Linked DNA regions of Mus musculus: regions 1 and 3 are each linked to region 2. The links are chromatin contacts, called in public HiCAR-type and promoter capture Hi-C maps. All regions are on one chromosome and are shown on one strand. Each heading gives the region's core, a stretch centred on a gene start, on an enhancer-like site or on the middle of the called end of the contact. The rest is flanking DNA. Distances are from core to core; before and after follow the strand shown.

What was found. HiCAR-type assays count read pairs that join an accessible place to other places. Capture Hi-C pulls out chosen DNA fragments and counts their contacts.
Region 1: a contact with region 2 is called in a promoter capture Hi-C map of liver. The contact joins the promoter of Dnmt3aos here to the promoter of Dtnb in region 2. A contact is called at or near these places in 1 of 39 promoter capture datasets (pre-B cells), 2 of 484 Hi-C or Micro-C datasets (B cells and CD8 T cells), 5 of 115 datasets of contacts at active chromatin or transcription factors (bone marrow-derived dendritic cells, effector CD8 T cells, embryonic stem cells and 2 more) and 3 of 9 other capture datasets (adipose tissue, liver and pancreatic islet).
Region 3: a HiCAR-type map of astrocytes shows a contact between it and region 2, with 2.8 times the contacts expected there. The contact joins the promoter of Efr3b here to the promoter of Dtnb in region 2. A contact is called at or near these places in 1 of 39 promoter capture datasets (pre-B cells) and 2 of 115 datasets of contacts at active chromatin or transcription factors (astrocytes and large pre-B cells).

Annotation. Positions count from the first base shown.
Region 1 is chr12:3,860,471-3,863,494 of GRCm38.p6, forward strand. Dnmt3aos (DNA methyltransferase 3A, opposite strand) reads right to left here and starts at 1,774. Exons shown (of 4, transcript NR_045884.1): 1 at 1,540-1,774; 2 at 1,360-1,440; 3 at 1,029-1,194. All of the region lies in intron 3 of Dnmt3a (DNA methyltransferase 3A), which reads left to right.
Region 2 is chr12:3,571,039-3,574,040 of GRCm38.p6, forward strand. It overlaps Dtnb (dystrobrevin, beta), which reads left to right and starts at 1,353. Exons shown (of 18, transcript NM_001162465.2): 1 at 1,353-1,609.
Region 3 is chr12:4,037,164-4,040,385 of GRCm38.p6, forward strand. It overlaps Efr3b (EFR3 homolog B), which reads right to left and starts at 1,752. Exons shown (of 23, transcript NM_001082483.1): 1 at 1,541-1,752. The coding sequence starts at 1,547.

The sequences.
Region 1 (3,024 bases), core at 524-3,023, 290 kb after region 2:
CAAAATGCCGCCCCCCCCCTTTTAAAAGGGTTATCTATTTTATGTATAGGAGTACACTGTAGCTGTCTTCAGACACACCAGAAGAGGGCATCAGATCCCATTACAGATGGTTGTGAGCCACCATGTGGTTGCTGGGAATTGAGCACAAGACCTCTGGAAGAACAGTTAGTGCTCTTAACTGCTGAGCCATCTCTCCAGCCCCTAAAATGCCCCTTTTGGTAAGCCCCCAGCTCCTCCCCAGAAACTGGAAGGCTACTTTGGTCCATTGACTGCAGTCTGGCTTCCTCTCTCTGGGTAGTTCCTGTAGGTGGATTTACTCTGCCCAGTTGCCCAGGTCCCAAGAGCCCTAGGGAGAGAGGCCATGCTTAGTCCAGGGTCTAGAGGGCAAGGGGTCAGCTATGGTGTAGGAGTCATGAGTTCACTTGAACCTCAGGTCAGTGATGACTCAAAGGAAATGGAGTGGTCCACTGTGTAGAGTGCTTGCCCAGCACAAATGAAGCCCAGGGTTCCACCCCAGCATTGTATAAACCGAGTGTGGTAGAGCACACTTGTAATTCCAGCACTCAAGAAGCCAAGTGGTGGGGAGGTAAGGATCAGGAATTTAAGAGTAGCCTTGGCTGCATGAGGCTATCCTGGGCTGCACGAGGCTAGCTTGGATTAGGTGAGTCTCAATCTCAAAAAACAAAACAAAGTAGGAACCAAAGTCAAGCAGGAGAGGATAGGGGCCATTAGGAAGAGGGCCTGATGGTGGTGGGGCTGGAATCTAGCTCACTGTAGCAGTTACATAATACACAGAAGAAAGGCTCTGGGTTTGATTCCCAGCACCAAAATGGGGAGGGGTGAGGGATGGGGTGGGCCAATGGGAAGGGGTGGGCCTTTCAGCCATCGAGCTGATCCTAGGCTTACAGCTCAGCTGTGTGCTAGATTCCCATCTCTTCATCCACCTGTGTACTGGCTCCCACCTCTGGGTGTGTCTGATGCTACTGCAGAGGGGTTCCTTCTGGCAGGGCTGGTGGGGAAGCACCTACGCAGTGTGCTTGAAAGACTGAGGCCAGGCAGAGAGATAGCACTCCCGGCTCCCAAGGCTACGGAGTTGGTACCAACAGGAAGTGAGTCCTTGGGTACGGAGGCTGTATGATCCTCATGTAAGAAGGAAGCCTCTAGGATGATCTCGGGCCGCTCTGCAGGGGAAGCCTACAGTGAAGAGAGAGAGAGCATCTAAGAGAGATTGCTTCTGTCCAAGTGCAACCTGCCCACCTCCCTGCAGTACAGGTTGGCTTTGCAGTATCTGGTACCACTGGTCCCTGGAAAGTGTCCACCAGGGCAACGAGGCATGGCCTTCTCTCATGCGTGACTCACCTTAACCTTGCAGAGTGACAGAGTGACAGACTGACAGAGGAAGTTTCCATGCTGAGGTGGGTCAGACACATGGTGTGGGAGCTGGGGAATAAAGGAAGTAGGTGGTCATCTGTTTGCTCCTCTCTTCTGATGCAGCTGCCCAGCAGCCTGGCTTGCCTGTGGAGGCTTTCTCTCTCCCACCTGGCACTTCCTCCTTGTGCTGCAGCCTCCGGAACCCCCAGCTGCTGGGGCAGACAGCAATGCATCTCCTCAGCATGTTCTCTTTCCCAGGTGAAGAGCCCGAAGCATAGACTGGTGGATCAACAGTCCAACTGCTGGTCCCTCAGGAGGTGGCAGTCAGACTCTGGGTTTGCCACTTCTCAGGGGTCCTCTCCAGAGAGCAGTGAGCTCACACTTCCATCCCAGACATGAAATGGAGGCTGTGAGGGGAGGGGCCAGCAGCTCAAACCTCTCAGGCCATGTGCTGATGCTGCAGCCTTTCTGAGGCGAGCTTGGCATTTCTCTCTATACTTGGACCCCTGGGACTGCCCTACAGATAGACTTAGCTATAGGGAACTGGAGGTCATAGGACTCTACAGCAGCTCAGCCCCAGAACCCACAGTGGGTGTGAGTCATAGAGCATCCACTGAGTAGGAGGGAGAGCCATATGCACGAATGTGGAGAGACGCCATTGCATTTGTCAGGGGAGAAGCGAGTTCTAGAACCTTCTGGGTAGCATAATAAAACATGATCTTGAATCTCGTGTGTGTGAATGTGTGGATGAACTCGTAGCTTACATGTGATTGTGAAAAGTCTAAAAAGGAAACCTAGCCCTTTGGCACATGCCTGCCATCCCAGCCCTTGCCACACAGAGCAGGAGGATCAAGAGTCAAGGCCAACCTCAGATACACAGTTTGATTGAAACCAGCCTAGATTACATGAAGCCTTGTTTTATTTTGTTTATTTTTTAATTATGTATATGAATGTTTTGCCAGCATGTATATATATCACCATGTGCATGCCTGGTGGATGTCAGAAGAGAGCACTGGACCCCTTGGAACTGGAGTTCTAGTTGTAAGCCACCATGGGGTTGCTAGGAATTGAACCTAGGTCCTCTCTGAGAGCCATTAACCAGGAGCCATTTCTTTAGCCTGAGATGGAACGAAACATCTAAAAAAGATGGAGTATGGCCCCCACACCTTTAACTCTAGCACTCAGGAGGCAAAGGCAAACGGATCTCCTTGAGTTCCAGGTGAGCCAGAGCCACATGCTGGGACCCTATTGGGGATGAGGGTGGGGGCTGAAAAGGATGTTATCAAGCTACTAATGATTTTCAGGGAGAAAATAACTTGGGGGGAGACCAATAGACAGACAGACACTTTCATAGAGACGATCAGAGGATAACTTGCAACTGGTTCTCTCCTTCCAATATGTGGGTCCTGGTTATCAGACTCAGGTCCTCAGCTTGGAAGCAAGTACCCTTACCTGCTGAGCCATTGTGCCAGCTTAGCTTTGGTTTGCACAATTCAAATTTTATGGGGCTGGGGACTTGGCTTAGTGGCCCTGATATAATTCCCCACCCCACATAAACTGGGTGTGTTGGTACATGCCAGTAATCCCAGCATGCAGGTGGCAGAGGCAGAGTTTAAGGTGATCCTTAGCTACATAGTAAGTTTGAGGGTAACC
Region 2 (3,002 bases), core at 103-2,602:
ATTCATGTGTGAAAAGTAATGTATCCCCTCTCACACAAAAAACCTCACTTACTCTAAGTTATCAGCACAGCACTGCCTTCACCATGGGAATTTAAAAATAGATTGTGAGAAGAGGAGGAAAAGGGTGTCCTAGAGGCAGGCTGCCAGTCTGATTGAAGCAGGTGGCATGATCTGCCTTTCCATAAGGTGCCAGAAGGCTTCAAAAAGCATCCCTAAAGCACACAGGCCTACTGCTGCTTTCCTTAACATGTGCACATCCACACGCACCAAAAGTCTAATGGATCATGCCGCTGTCTTAAAGTTGAGGGAAAACATTTATCTTTTGAGCCATTAAAAGAAGACTTTGATGTCCCTAGAGAGTTTGGAAAAGCTTCTATAAAAAATGGCAATATGAGGGGCTGGAGAGATAGCTAAGTAGTTAAGAGCACTTGCTATGTTATCAGAGGACCTGGGTTTGATTCCCCAGCATCCAGGTGTCATTTCACACTCTTCTGGCCTCGGGGTGGCACTCACAGGGTGCACACACATTGCAGCCCAAACACTCATACACATAAAATAAAGTCCTTTAAAAAAATGATATGAAGCGGGGGGGGGGGGGGGGGGTAGTGGCGCACGCCTTTAATCCCAGCACTAGGGAGGCAGAGTCAGGCGGATTTCTGAGTTCGAGGCCAGCCTGGTCTACAAAGTGAGTTCCAGGACAGTCAGGGCTACACAGAGAAACCCTGTCTCGAAAAACCAAAACCAAAAAAAAAAAAAAAAGAGTTGGTAATGAATAAATAAATAAATAGATGCTAGATAAATAAATGAAGCTTTGTCGCCCCTGCTCCGTTGCTCAAGCTGTTTAATGTCTAAATAGTCCCACTTTTAGGAACTACTGAACAACTAAGCGGAAAGTAATGTCTCTCCTTCATCCTCTCACCGCATCCGGCTGTGGCTTGGCTTTGCGCAGGGGACCAGACTCGGTCCTTCGCAAGGCTGCTCTTCTCCCTAAGTTATGCATTCTTGGGGACCAGGGGCCGTGACCCGGATCGTGTCCATCGGGCACCAGGCGCGGAGTCAGGGCTCAGCGAGCCTGCTGAGGCAATGTGGAAAGTCACTCGGGGGAGGACCCGCGCTCGAGGCAATGATTCACCGGGTGTTTCTTCGCATTCCTTAAGGTGCAGTCACGTCGGCGCAGCACGCAGCCGCCCGGCAGCTACCTGTGGAGTGGAAGGGCAAGTCCACCTCCACCTCCGCGGCCGGCGCACAGCAGAGGCCCGGAGGGGGCGCGCGAACCCGCGGGAGGGCACTCGGCCGCCTCCCCGCCCCCTCTCGCGGCGGAAGCCCCGCCCCTCCGCGCGCCCGCCCTCCGCGCGCACCCGCCCTCGCCCTCGCGCCCTCGCGCCCTCGCGCCGGGGGCGGGCTCGCTGCGCGTGCCGGGCGGGGAAGCGGCGCGAGCCGGCGCCGTTCCGTTCGCCGCGGGGGCGGCTCCGGGGCCTGAGTGGGCGCCGCCGCCTCAGTCGCTGCTTGCTGCTTCAGCCGCCTCAGCCGAGGGGGCCGGGTTGGAGGAGGCTGCGGCCGCCGGAGAGCCACGCGACGGCCCCTCAGCTCCGGCCGGGAAGCGAGCCAGGTGGGGAGTCCGCCGGGGCTGGAGGAGCGAGAAGGAGGGCTGCGGGGTGGCGGAGTGCGCGGCCCTGGAGCGGCGACCCTTGGGAGACAGCACGCCGGGCCGGGGAGGGCTCTCCGGTCACCCGCGCGCGCGGGGGCCCGCGGAGCGCAGAGCCGGGCTGCGCGCGCTGCTGATGCATCCTGAGCCCGGCTGGCGGGGAGGAGGCTCCGCGTTAGGTGCTGAAGGGGGCGAAGGCGGCAGGTCCTGGCAGAGGGCAGGTGAGGTAGGCAGGCCCTGGCAGAGGGAAGGGAATTCATTCCAGATCACCTCTCAGTGTCCCCCGAGGCTCCCGGTAGACGAACCTGTCCACCCAGGTCACCCCTGTTGGGCACAGTGTCCGGAGAAGAGGGAGGATGCAGCTGACGAATGCTTGCTGTTAAATTTCTGTGCCAGGCCTTAGGGAATCAGGGAGACCTTCCAGCATTCTCTGCAAGCGTTTATTGATTAGCTACGGAGCAGGAGAGAACCGCGGTCAGCGCCTGGGTCACGACTTTATCACTCTCAGCCATCTTTTGCTGTTGAAGTGCTGACAGTTCGGCTGTGAAAGTATGCACACAAAATGTAAAGTGCTCTATTTCATGTTTCCTGTTCTGTTCACTTCAGGTCCCTTTAGGATTTTCCCAGCCCTGGGAAACTGGAGCCGTAAGTTGCTTGGTTTGTGGAGAAAGTAAGATAGTTGAGGAAAGCTGGTGGGAACTATTGAGAAGAGATTTGAAGGATCTTACTGACATTTAAAAGAGGGGTGGGGAGGGGGAGAAGAAATCTGGAAGAAGAATCTTGCCTTCCCAGCTAGAATTAAGCTCCGTGCCTGTTTTCTGTTCAGTCCTCCGGATGTGGCCTGGATCCCAGCAGCCCTACAGTGGATGCCCACTGCAGAATGGATGGAGGAAGCAGGGGCTTGAGTGTCAGTCTCTGTAGAGTTAGGGATGATCGCTGGACTTCCTTTGGTCCTCGGATTCTCTTTTTGCCTCTTCAGGTAACCCAGGCACTGGTAGGTTAAAACAGTGGCTTAGGTGGCAGACTCCGGTGGCCTGTGGCCACTCTTCTTCATCCACGTGGTTCTTGCATGTTGTGCACCAGGAGCTTAATCTCTGGGTGGTGCTCTGGTCTTTTCTCTCTTTGGCTTTTTTCTGGTCGTTTGAGGAGGATGGGAGGGTGCTTTTGCTTAGAGAACACTTTATAATTTCTGTCCTGCCTCTCGGATCTTGGTTCTGAAGGGAGAGAATGCTTCTTTCTGTCTCTTTAGTTCTGTAAGGGCTGGACTTCTGTCCTCCACCTTGCCTGGACTCTCCAGTCCCAGGCTGCTGCTTCCTTTCCCTCGCTTGCAGTGCCTGTTGGATTACTTTGCTTGCCA
Region 3 (3,222 bases), core at 502-3,001, 470 kb after region 2:
CTAAGTAAGTTACCACATTAGCTACTAGATGTAATATGGTGGCCTGGGGCTGCTAATTCCCGCCCATACTGATGGGCCTGTCCTAACTCCTTCCCGGCTGCAGGTGCCCCTGCAGTCACATGCTTCTGTCAAATGATCTGCAGCTTCAGCCTGCTCCCTCTGCAGAAAGGGGGTGGGGGGGGGGGCACAGACAGAATAAAAGAGGTCTATGGCTCTTTCTACCTCCCAACAGGCAAAGCCCAAGTCCAGTCACCTTTCAGAGTCCCCACTGGTTATGGGTCCAGCCGCTGAGGACATCTCCCCTCCCCCCATTTGCTCCACCCAAGAGAATTAATGCTAGCTGAGAGGACCTGCTGACACCTCTATAAGAATCATAGTGTGGCTGTGTAACCAACTGACCTGGGAAGGAGATGCAAGGCAAAAAGTTAAGTCTTTGTCTTCTAAATAGGGGGCTCACCAACTGCTGACTCTTTTCAGCATGCTCTCTGTGCTAACAAACTTTGTGACTCATGGTCTGTTCGCAGAGGCAGCCAGCAGCCTTAGAAATGGGTTAAATTGGGAACATGCACTTCTAGATCACTCACTCCTCAGGTGCAGCCCGAGCCCCTACCCTGCAGTAGGAGACGGAGAACAGGGCTCCAATTCTTCTGCTGGCCTCAGAATAACTACCAGAGACCTGGGCTCTAGTAAACTGTGTCCACAGGAATACACGCACACATGTACCCTTGGTAGAGAGCCGATTCCTAGACTAGTCCACTCTTATGATCTGCAAAGTGGGACCCCAGGAGCGCTTTCCTCATCCACGCTGCCTGTAGAACCCGAGAAATTCTTGACAAATGAGCAAGCAGAGCCTTGAACCGTGAGGGTCTTGGAGCTGCCACACATTCGTGGGGGCGGTGGCTGCGTAATTGGGAGAAACCCTCGAAGCAGCATCTCTCCCCATCAGCCCTCCATAGGGCCAATCTGGAAGTTGGGAAGCCTGAATACCATTAGCAGCAGTGTTAGGTAGAGGCCAAGTCCACCCAGCTCAGAGAGATGAACCTCCAGCGCCGGCTCGCTCGCCAGCTCCTGCACTGCCGGCGCCGCCTCCCACATCCAAGGAGCCTGGCAGCAGACTGGCAGTGAGCAGCTCTCCCCTACCCTGGACCACTTTCGCGCATCAAACTCCCAAGCACAAGCCTCTTTGTTAATTCTGCAAATACTGTCACCCGATCACCTCCACCAACACTGTCGGCTCAGCTCCGAAGATACTCGCTTTTTCCAAAGCCGGGTGCCTCTCAGCCATCAGAGTCCCTACCTGGCGACGGACCACCGCCCCTAGCGCCTGCACACGCCTGCCCGAGGGATCTCAGGGGACCAGAGAGTCCCCCGGCCTAAGGCATCTTTGTCCTCTCGGCACAGACGTACGCACAGGCGACTGAACCAGCCTAGCCTGGCACCAAGTCGGCATTCTCGCTTTTGCGACGGGGGCCACTCCGGGGGACAAAGGTCCGTGTCTGGAAGTTTGCGGGCCCGAGCCGGGGCGCCAAGCCCTCCTTACCGTACATCTCCGCGGGGAGCGCGCCTCTGGGGAGGCCGGCGTAGCCGCGTCGCTGGCTGCTAGTCCTGGCCGCTCCTGCCTTTCATTCACAGCCCGGCGGGCTCAGGCGGCTGCGGGCGGAGACCGGGGCGCGGCGGGAGCAGCCGATGGGGGGCCGGCGGCGGGCGGGACAGAGCGGGACGCCACCCGCCCATTCAGCGACGAGGTTGGCTGCCGCCTCCTGCTCTGGTCCGCAAGCTAGGCGGCGCGCAGGGGGCGGAGCTGTGTTCTGCCACGCCCCGCCCCCTTGGCCACTGGCGGGCTGCCTCAAGAGCCCCGCCTCCATCCCGGACCCTCTCCTTTCCTCAGTATGGGGCGAGCCTTTTTACCTACCTGACGCCCCAGGAAGCCCAGGTTCTTCGTTCACTCAGTAGATCATCCATCCGAATTCCAGCTCCTGGCTCAGCTCTTACGCGGGTCGCTGACGTGTCCTTCAAACTGATGACACACACACACACACACACACACACACACACACACACACACACACACACACACACACACACCCCACACCAGGTCAGCCGGGCGCTGGAAGCTGCAGGTGTGCTCTATTCAGTCTGCTCAAACGAACCGGCTTAGGGAACCTAAGGAGCAGAAATTGAGGCATAACCCTATTCTTTCTGCGGGCCCCAAACTCTGTTTGCTACCTGGGTCAGGTATTCAGGAAATACAGCACACTCCCAACCTCCAAGGCTGCAGGAAGTCCGCTTGGTTTTTCCTCTCCAGATTTGTGTAATCTGCAAGCTTTGCAGCCAGCATCCCCTCCACAAAGGGACTTAAACCCCAGGCCAACGCCCCAGCCCTGGATATCTCTGCCTTCTGTTTCTCTGGCTTTTCTATTTCTATTTCTTAATTTCTCCTCTTGCCTCTTGCTGGAGGCTTTCTGTTTTCTTCCCGACCGTAAAAATTAGAGAAGGGCCTGAATGCAATGACCTTCGTTTTGTTTGTTTGTTTGTTTGTTTGTTTTGTTTTGTTTCGTCTTGTTTTTTGAGACAGGGTTTCTCTGTCGGCGCCTCTTTGAGCCTTGCTTCGTGTTGAGAAATTTCATGAACCTACAGTACATAGTGGGCACCACATATTGTTTTCTTTTTCTTTTTTTCTCCCCCAAAGCAAAGATCAAACCAGAGAGATCCAGTCCTTGGATTTGGAGACGGTGCTCAAGACAGTGCTCACTGCACCCCAAACCAGCATTTTCTATTTTTCTTTGGCTTCATTTCCCCAGACACATCCACCAACCCACCTGCACCTCTCCTAATCTGATGCTTCCTGTTGCCTTGATAAACAGAATGACCAAAAAAACACTTGGTTAAGAAAGGGTTTATGTCATATTAAACTTTACAGTCCATCACTGGGGGAAGTTGTCCTGGTTTGAACGGATTGTAGTGGAATATGAAGAGTCCCTGTAGGCTCTTATATTTGAATGCTGGTCCCTCATTGGTAGAACTGTTTGGGGGAGGATTAGGAAGTGTGTTCTTGTTGGGGGTGTGTGTGTCAATGGTCAATGGAGATGGCCTTCGAAGTTTCAAAAGCCCACACTAGTCCAGCGCTCTCTCTCTCTCTCTCTCTCTTTCTCTCTCTCTCTCTCTCTCTCTCTTTCTCTCTCTCTCTCCCTCATGCTTGTTGACCAGATGTAAGCTCTGATC